Linked DNA regions of Mus musculus: region 1 is linked to region 2. The links are chromatin contacts, called in public Micro-C maps. All regions are on one chromosome and are shown on one strand. Each heading gives the region's core, a stretch centred on a gene start, on an enhancer-like site or on the middle of the called end of the contact. The rest is flanking DNA. Distances are from core to core; before and after follow the strand shown.

Region 1 (4,779 bases), core at 910-3,409, 330 kb after region 2:
GAAGCCTAACAGTGACACCACGGAGAAATGTTTCAGCGCACATCTCCCAGGCATACATTTGAGAATCTCCGCTTTGTTTCTGTCGGCTGCAATTTTCTGAAGTAGGGAATGGTGCATTCTGCCTTCCCCAGAGGCACCATGCAGCAAATAGAGAGTATGCCACCGGGGAGCTCTTTCTTAATTCTTGAATTTTTTTTCTCTAGCCCCTGTATATTTCTCCTAAACCCTGACCCAAGAGCTTGTAGCATCTCTGGGGAATATGTCAGCCATATTAATCATAATATGGCAGACTGAGGATCAAGTAGCCAGATCTGGGCTCATTTTACAAACTGAGTGTGCTGATAAATAGTCATTAGTGATAAGGAATGACTTAATGACCTTAGCTAGGCAGATGTTCCTGTACCATTCAGGAGTTCTCCTGAATGCCCTGGAAGATGATAGATAATGTCTTCTGATTTACCACTTGTCTTTGTTTTTAATATCAAGGAAGAGCACAGATTGAAGTGATTGCCTTGGCAGTAACTTCAGTGATGATGGGTGTGGAGTTATAAAAATTTACAGCTGTGTTGTCTCTGGAACTACATTTTGCTTATGTTCAAGAGACTTATAAGAGGCCCCAAAGAAAGTGGATAGAAAGCAACTACCAAAGTGTGACAGGAAATCAACACTAAAAAAAAAACAGTTCTGTTTGCCCCAAATTACACATATTTTCACAATAGACCACGATGGCAGTGCCTGCCAAACTGGCCAGTCCTTAGTCCACATCACTATTTTAAATTATACTAACAAGAGAAAGTACTGACATACTGCAGCCCAAAAGTATGCATAGCCATGTGGCAGATGCTTCACATGTAGTCCACACAACAGGCTTCAGAGAGAGCCATTTGTCTTTCCCTCTTATTACAAGCCCCTTTTAAAATAAGTGACAAAGGACATACATTTTTTAGGAGCCAGTGCTGTTATTTTCTGTATGGAAACACATTCATGGTCATACTATTGAATTCTCTAACAATGACAGATCATTTGTTTTTATGGGCAAATGACTTACTATGTATTCAGTCTTCCTTGATTCCATCCATTCCTTATTATATATTTACAAGGCACTATTACATGGGACTGAAAAGATGTCTCAGTTAGTAGAGTACTTGCCTTATAGGCCTGGATGTAATCTCTAGCACCCATGTAAAAACCCAGGCATGGTGGCATAGTTCTGTAACCACAGTAATTGGGAGGCAAAAAGGAGTGAGATCTCAGGTGCCCACAAGCCAGTAAATATAGCCTAATTGATAACCCCCATGCCAATGAGGGACTTGATATCAGAGAAAATAGCTGAGTCTGTCTTCTAGCTTCTACACTCTGTGAACACACCTACCTACAAGCACATATATGCACACACACATTAGTAAAAGAGAGGAATAAATATAAGAGGATCCATCACATAAGCAATGTTATTTCATTATAATAGTCCTTTGAAGAATGTTAAAGGGAGTGTCTTGCCCCACAGTGTATTATGAAAAATGGGTTCAGAATAGTTAAGCTGCCGCAAGGTCAGGGAGGAATGGTGCGGAGCTAATGTGTTTATCCTCCACTTCATTCCTTCGGTAGACACATGGGCACAGGAGTTTATTTTCATGGAAGCTGCATATTATAGATTCTAAGCCTGGGCAACTCTATGGGTATTTGCCACAAGGCTTCCATGACCACTAATGAACTGAAACTAAACAGTTAGCTATGGATTATAATGCCACTGTGGTCCCATGACAAATTACAAGGAGGTGATGATAATGAAATCTTATGACTGCAAATAAAGAGAGCACATCTGAGGTCTAGCACAGCTACATTTACCACTGTGGAAAGCAAAGAGAAACATCAGAGTGAGGGTCTACACTGAATTGACAATGTGCTAACAGAACTAAGAAGACCTTTTGAAAAATCCAGATTTTAGTAGCAAACGTGTGACATCTAAGATCAGGGCAAAATATTTATTCTGACAGAAATTAAATCTTGTCTTGTCCTGGATCTATTATGGATCTTACAGAAAATCTTCTCAAGAATATATCTTGTCGATCAACTAACTTGGTTGAGCCAGAACTGTCTTGCCTCCTCTGTTACTGAGAGCTTCCTAGCACTAAGGTCTCTGTTCCCTTTAGAACACTAATACTGTTCTCTATCTATGATTAACTAGTGACTCAGAGGTGAACTGAATCACTGCAGGCTTTTCCACGCATACAGGATTTATGTAGTAGTTTCTCATGGAAAAACCACAATGCAATACACAGCCTACATTTGTAGGGTGGGCAGAGGAGTAATGGCTTCAGTTGTGGTTTCTTAACTCATCAAGGTCTGTCATTCTGTAAGCATGCAATGATTCAGACTTTTATAGCCTTGCTTATTTTCCTATGAGGGCATGAACACCCACCTACCCATTCATTCTCACATCCTTAAAAAATGAATAATGACTGCCACCTCTCGGATACAGAACACATAAGTAATGTTATTTCCAAATTCCCTGAGGACCAAATAAAAAAGATAAAATAAATCATATTATTCATTATGGGCATGAACATTGTAACACAGACCTTATCATCATATTCCCCTTTCCATACATAATTCTCCATGCTAGGTATATTGTTTAACATAGATGGACCAAACCAACCAAAAGAAATCCAAGATTATAATGATACCAATAAACAGAGGTTTCGGAATTGAGTTCACTTAATAAACATGTGGGGAGGCATTGGGCCACTTTTTATAGGGTTTAGAAAATGAAAAATGTAGGCAACAGTTCATATCCCAGAGCATGCTTTGAATACAAAAGAAGCAAGAATGTCCACCCTGAGTCTTCTTTCCTGAGTGCTGAAAACAGGATGCCTCAGTCAGTCTACATTATTACTTCTAAGATGAAGACTCTTGGGTACTGGTCTCTTTCTCAATCAGCTTTGGGGCGCATCTACATAGTTAGGGAGAAAAAAGATAAATGGCAAGTTGAGGGCAGCATTCTTCCTAGGAAACTAAATGAACTGTACCAAAAAATAATGAAAACCAGTGGTCACCACACAAGAAATCCTAATTTATAACACTCAGTGTTAATATTACCTTTATATATTGAATGAATGGATGGATGGGTGGCTGGCCAGCTGACTGGCTCAATAGATATGAATGGATGGATGGGTGCATAAAAGGATAGATGGATACTCTCTTAGACGGGGTTTCTATTCCTGCACAAACATCATGACCAAGAAGCAAGTTGGGGAGGGAAGTGTTTATTGGGCTTACACTTCCATACTGCTGTTCATCACCAAGTAAGTCAGGACTGGAACTCAAGCAGGTCAGAAAGCAGGAGCGATGCAGAAGCCATGGAGGGATGTTCTTTACTGGCTTGCTTCCCCTGTCTTGCTCAGCCTGCTCTCTTATAGAACCAAGACTACCAGCCTAGAGGTGGTCCCACCCACAAGATGAGAAAATGCCTTACAGTTGGATCTCATGGAGTCATTTTCTCAGCTGAAGCTCCTTTCTCTGTGATAACTCCAGCTGTGTCAAGTTGACACAAAACCAGCCAGTACAGATACTAAGTCTGAGCATCCATAAATACTTCCTTGAACTTAAATGATATGGACTCTGGTCTTTAACTACACCATTCTTCTGCTTTCCCTTCCCCTGTTCATCTTCCTTCTCCTCCTCAAACAAACAAATAGTAGATAAATAATGCTGATGAAAAAATACTATGACTCAACCTTGTCAATGTTAGAATAACAACTAAATCTTATTACCACCAAGTGCCCAGCCTATTGCCTATTGTAGTTGTCAGACAACTACAGAGATGAGGAAAAGAGTCTTCTTCTCTCTTGCTCCATCCCTTCTGATACTTCACAGAGCTCTTATGCTTTTCCAGAGGTTAAAGAAGCTGATTGTATCTGATCAAGAAAGCCACTTTCATTTTATTTCATCATGAATACCAATTCCAACTCTTAGTCATAACCAATTATTAACGGGAAAGAGTAAGAGTTTTAATAACACCGTTATGTACGGTTCAGTGTTTCCGGGCATTTCCCCAGAGGTGGATGATCTCATCTCCACCCCCACTGTCATCTCCATCATCTTCATTCTCATTGCCATAATGTTTCCCTTCTAGAGCCCATTGCAATTTCTCTGTCCCCAAAGTCATGTTGAGCTATTGATGTTGCCTTGTACTGTATAGCATAAGTGACAGGATGAATATTTTATCTCTAGAGTAACTGAACAATAGGGCTACAAATCTGGGAAGTCACGTGCTCTGAACACTCCTGTTCAGTTTCATTGCCCTTTGCTCAAAGTACCATTTGAGTGTGCTTTACAGCTGCAGAAGATATCATCAGGGGTTTGGTCTACAGTGCCCATTCTTTGCCATTGGCTCAGAATCTATTGTTACTCCTCCCCTTGGCAGTGACTTTCCCCCAAAATGTGTATGCAAGCTAATAGTATTTCCTTGACCCTGAATCCAAATTGTGCAATATTTCAGGGTTTAGTGTAGTATTAGCTCCTCCTAGGAGACAAAACCAATCCATCTCACAGAAATGAACTTTTCTCTACCATGTCTCAGTGTCAGGAAGTTCTGCACAGAAGCATCTGTATTGACCAAAGGCCATTGAATTCTGTAACTTGCACTGTGCAGCCAGTGAGAACAGTTTGGGTAGCTTTATACTATTTTTTTTTTTTTATGTTCAGGATGAAAGCCCATGGAGAAATATCACATACTATTATTAACTTCATACTGACAGCTCCCCCTGGGCAGCTACCAGT
Region 2 (4,295 bases), core at 399-2,898:
ACCATATAAAACACTGCAATATGTATTGATCAATACAGTTCCTGCCTTTGATCTAGCAGGCTATCAATATTCAGAGAACTATAATGAGGTGGGATTTTAGCTGATGAATGAGGACTTCCTCACAAGTTCTATGTTTATGTATTGCATGTGTTAGCGTCTCTGATCCCTTTAGCATATATATTCTTTCTGAAAGACCCCCCAGGCTCAAATGTGCTGGAGCAAAAAAGCTGAAATTGTGTTAATGACTGTGCGACGTGTCTTCTAGCAGGCATTGGAGAGAGAAGACCTCATGAAATATGTAGTTCCGTTAGTTGTTGCTGTATTACAAACCACATTACAAATTAGTGTTTCCGACAGCTGTGTTAGTAGCTTATGTTTCTGTGAGTCAACAATTTGGATTTGATGTGGCTGGTAATTTTAATGGCTGCAAATGGGATTCCTCATCAGAAAGACTCGGGCTAGCAATCTAAGATGGTCTCACTTAGCTGTGGTGTGATCTGGCCATTAATGAGGGGGTTTCAGATGCCCTCATCTGACCTGTCATTTTCCACTGGATGAGGACTGTTATACAATGGCCTTGGGTACCTTCCAAGAGAATGGTGTAGAAAGGGCAGTAAGAACTCTCCAGAGATAGGAAATCACAAGTTGGTACTTTCATGGTATGCTGTTGATCAAGCAAGTCAATATGTAGAGAAGATTATATTTCTCATCAAGAGGAATGTGAAAACATTCTAAAGGGAAGATAGAGTGGGGAAGGGATTCTGCAGGAACATGGGGGGATTCCAACTGCATTTCCAGTCTACTACATTGTGATAGTTGAGTTAGACTTTGAAGTGAGAGCCCCAATCAAGCTCGGAGAAGTATAGTCTTTGTAGGAGCCGGAATTAGAAAGAAAAACAGTTCATATTAGCTGAGAATGGGGCCATATACCTCTGCTACACTATCTAGGAGAGTTCCCACTTGCCTTTGCTCCTATGAAAAAAAATCAAACAACAACAACAACAACAAACCTCTTACATTTGGTAGAAACAAATTTATAAGACTGGTTTCCATATAGACAATGCTTCTAACTTTTCAGAGAGTTTTAATTAATGACAATAATAAATGTGCTATGCAACTTTGCTGCTTTTCTTTACTTAAAAAGAGATGATAAAGCTACTTACTTTTCCCTCTCTTCCACTTAGTCAGTAAACCTGCCTTACCTCCCAAAGACAACAATGCACCCACAGGCTATGATTCACTGTGGCTGAGTGTTTGGCCCAGCAGCTGTTTTGTTGCAGAAGATGAAAGTTTGATGGACTTTCAGATGGAACGAAAAGGAGCAAAGAGATTTTATTTCATCGGCAGCTGTCTTACCCATCTTCATTAAGATGGGCTGTGGACACCACAAGGCCATTCTGAACCAGTGGTCATAAAACTAATAGGCGACACTCAACCCAGACAGCTCATATTGCCACCCGAGATCTGTCATCTTGGTGGTTATTGCAGAAGAAGGAGTCTCTGGTAGGGAACACAACGGTCCTCGTGTGTGACAGAAGTGAAACTGAAAGAAATAGATTTTTCTATTAGCTGCAAATCAAACCTTTGCACATCACCCCTCAGAGGTGACAGCACTGGCTTCTGTAAGACAGGGTTTGAACAAATTATTCAAGCTTGCAGAAGACAATACAGGATTAATATCCGCGTGGGAGGACATGGGAGCTGGGCCTATGTGATAAGATTCTACCCGCCTTCTTGTTTTAGGCTTGTAAATGTCTTTCTCTGTGTGTGGAGAAGATGCATTTGTAGGCATGGGGTTGCAGCAGGAGAATCTATTGATTTGGGAGATGTTGAGATAGATAAATGAGCAAGGGTCACCATCCTAGATTGCTAGTTATGAGCTTTGGTTTTGTTTTGTTTTGTTGTTGTTGTTGTTGTTGTTGTTTTGTTTTTCTCCCAGTAAACTTTGCTAGATGGAGGCAAGAATGTATGCTCTTCATTTTTCTGATACCAGCCTGCATGGGTATTTCTGTGACTAGTTTTTGCCCTACTGGTTAGTGCTTGGCCTTCCGTGGATTGTAATAAGAATGGAGCAGTACATAATCAGTCATTGATTGACTGAGTACTCATCATGTGCTAGGTGCTTTATAATGATATGAAATATGATGATATCTAATTTCTACAAAGATCCATACATGGATAATACCATCACCCAGAAGATAACGAGGCTTAGAGAGGAGGGGTGACTTTTCCAGAGACATACCATTTAGAAGTTACAATGCAAATACCCACCCCACCCCTACCCCCACCCCCGCCATAGCATAGGTTCTCCTATTGGGATACCCAACTTTATTAAGATGAGGATAATGAAGAATCTGTGAATGCTATAAAGAGCTAAGGGTTCTTTCTCTCTGTCCTTATTTAAATCATAGGAAGTCTTCCCCGCAGTTGTTAAGTCAAATCATCAGCTCCATAACATAATAGCATAATTGGAATGAAGATAAAGATCAGGTCCTGTGAGAACCTTTGGAATCTGAAGGGGCTGACTAGATCATCTAGCATTGCTAATTTAACATCTCTGGCTACTGTTGCTGCATTGTACAAAAAATGAGGTCTAGCTAGGTCAAGCCTGGAGTGGTAGCTAACAAGAGCTCTTCTTTGCTCTGTGCCTTTTCTCCTCATCAGCATTGTGTATTTCTTGTGGAATAATTGACTTTCTTAGATGGCAGTCCAAGGACCAAGGTAAAGCTCTTCACTCCGGAGCAACTTAGGCAAGCAGCTGACAAGCTTTATTTATTTATTTTTTTAAACAGAGGACCACATAGCAAAATAAAATAAAATAAAATAAAATAAAAATAAAATTTAAAACAAAGAGTGGTTAGGCTTTTAAAGCAGAAGTATTTCTGGTGTCATTATCCTGTTATAACCAGTGAGCACCACAGACTGTCTATAAAGGATAGTATCATATACTCACACTGCTCTATTTATAAAACCTAAACAAGAGCTGGATTTGGCTTGTACATCTCTGGCCACAGGTCTCTAGAGGTATGACAATCTCACAGCTGGGATTTATGCTCTAGTAATAATATTACAATAGTAATTGGATGGAATATTACAATAATAAATGGATAGTGTATTATAGCAGTAATCAGATGATATACTGAGAGGGGTAATGCTTTCAGAGCAACACAATGCCACATCTCCACATTTGCCTTATGCTTTAGGGCATGCAAAATACTTTTAAAATAGTCACCTCTAATAGCCTTTTAAATCAACTCCTGCTCAAGATTTCCATAAGCAAAGCAGATTTGCCATCTGAAGAACGTAGCAGCATAAGGTGAAAACGAGCTGAACCATGCTTAGTGATAGAAAATTGGGTGTTCTGTTGGAGATGAGTTGCTTGTCTTCTGATCTTGTAAGGGCATGCTCGCTCTGTTCCCTGTAGGGGTCAGAGGTTCCCCAATCCACACCAACAAGTCATGCCCAACATCCATGGGGACTTTTCGTGCGAAACCATTTAGAAAAAGGTTTAATCTGAGGTGTGAAGCAAGTTCTTCATCTTTCCCCATTAAATATTAGTCTGCTAGGAGATGGCTGACAAAAAAAAGACCCCTGTTTAAAAGGTAAGGTGAGGTACAATTTTAAAAATATTGTGTTCATGTGAGCACCCACCTAGTCATAAATCAGGCAGCCCCAAACCAGAAATGACAGAGGAATGTAATTGAAGATGCAATCAGGGTCATATTTTATTATGCAAAGTTCAAGTGATGCAAAGAAAATCATGCTTGGTTGCGACCATAATTGTACCACTGTAGCATATTCCCCTGTAATGTCTCATGCTGCATCTCAATTTAGATAACTATACATTTGCTGTATACTTCTTATTGGCTTAGCTTACTCTTATTTCTTTCTAAGAGGCATATATATATATATATATATATATATATGAGTCCAAACAAACTTCTTCTCTTATTTGTAAGTCAAACACAGATAAGAATGCTTATATGTCCCAGATACTTTTAGTTTTTTGTTTTTTTTTTTTTTTTCAGAGATTCTTCAGTATTTTCTCCACATTAATTGACTTTAACCACATTGGTTAGCATAGTTCTGTTGACAGCATTTATTTAATACAGATTCTTTACTTTGGGTTTATAGTAAAAAAGGTCTAAGAGCCTTGAGTTAGAGAAGCTTCTTTGCCCACAGGTCAGGCATTGGCACCTCCTGCAGGGACTGGTCAGACTCTGTAGACTACTAGAAGACCAGCAAAGATGTTGAAACCTGTAGGTGGGTTAGGACTGGCTTTTGTCTCTGCCAGT

Evidence for each region. A called contact is a pair of places that touch in the nucleus more often than the background predicts.
Region 1: a contact with region 2 is called in a Micro-C map of muscle stem cells, with 8 times the contacts expected there. The contact joins two enhancer-like sites. A contact is called at or near these places in 10 of 484 Hi-C or Micro-C datasets (the C2C12 cell line, cortical neurons, embryonic fibroblasts and 3 more) and 1 of 115 datasets of contacts at active chromatin or transcription factors (embryonic midbrain).

Annotation. Positions count from the first base shown.
Region 1 is chr12:90,164,057-90,168,835 of GRCm38.p6, forward strand. All of the region lies in intron 15 of Nrxn3 (neurexin III), which reads left to right. Among named protein-coding and RNA genes, the nearest start is that of Gm40538, 240 kb to the right of the region's middle. Within about 2 kb of position 2,160, at least 14 of the 459 cell types and tissues checked have an H3K27ac peak or open chromatin away from gene starts, as enhancers often do. A contact at or near this core is called in muscle stem cells, where this site is marked.
Region 2 is chr12:89,830,168-89,834,462 of GRCm38.p6, forward strand. All of the region lies in intron 14 of Nrxn3 (neurexin III), which reads left to right. Among named protein-coding and RNA genes, the nearest start is that of Gm40538, 580 kb to the right of the region's middle. Within about 2 kb of position 1,649, at least 7 of the 459 cell types and tissues checked have an H3K27ac peak or open chromatin away from gene starts, as enhancers often do. A contact at or near this core is called in muscle stem cells, where this site is marked.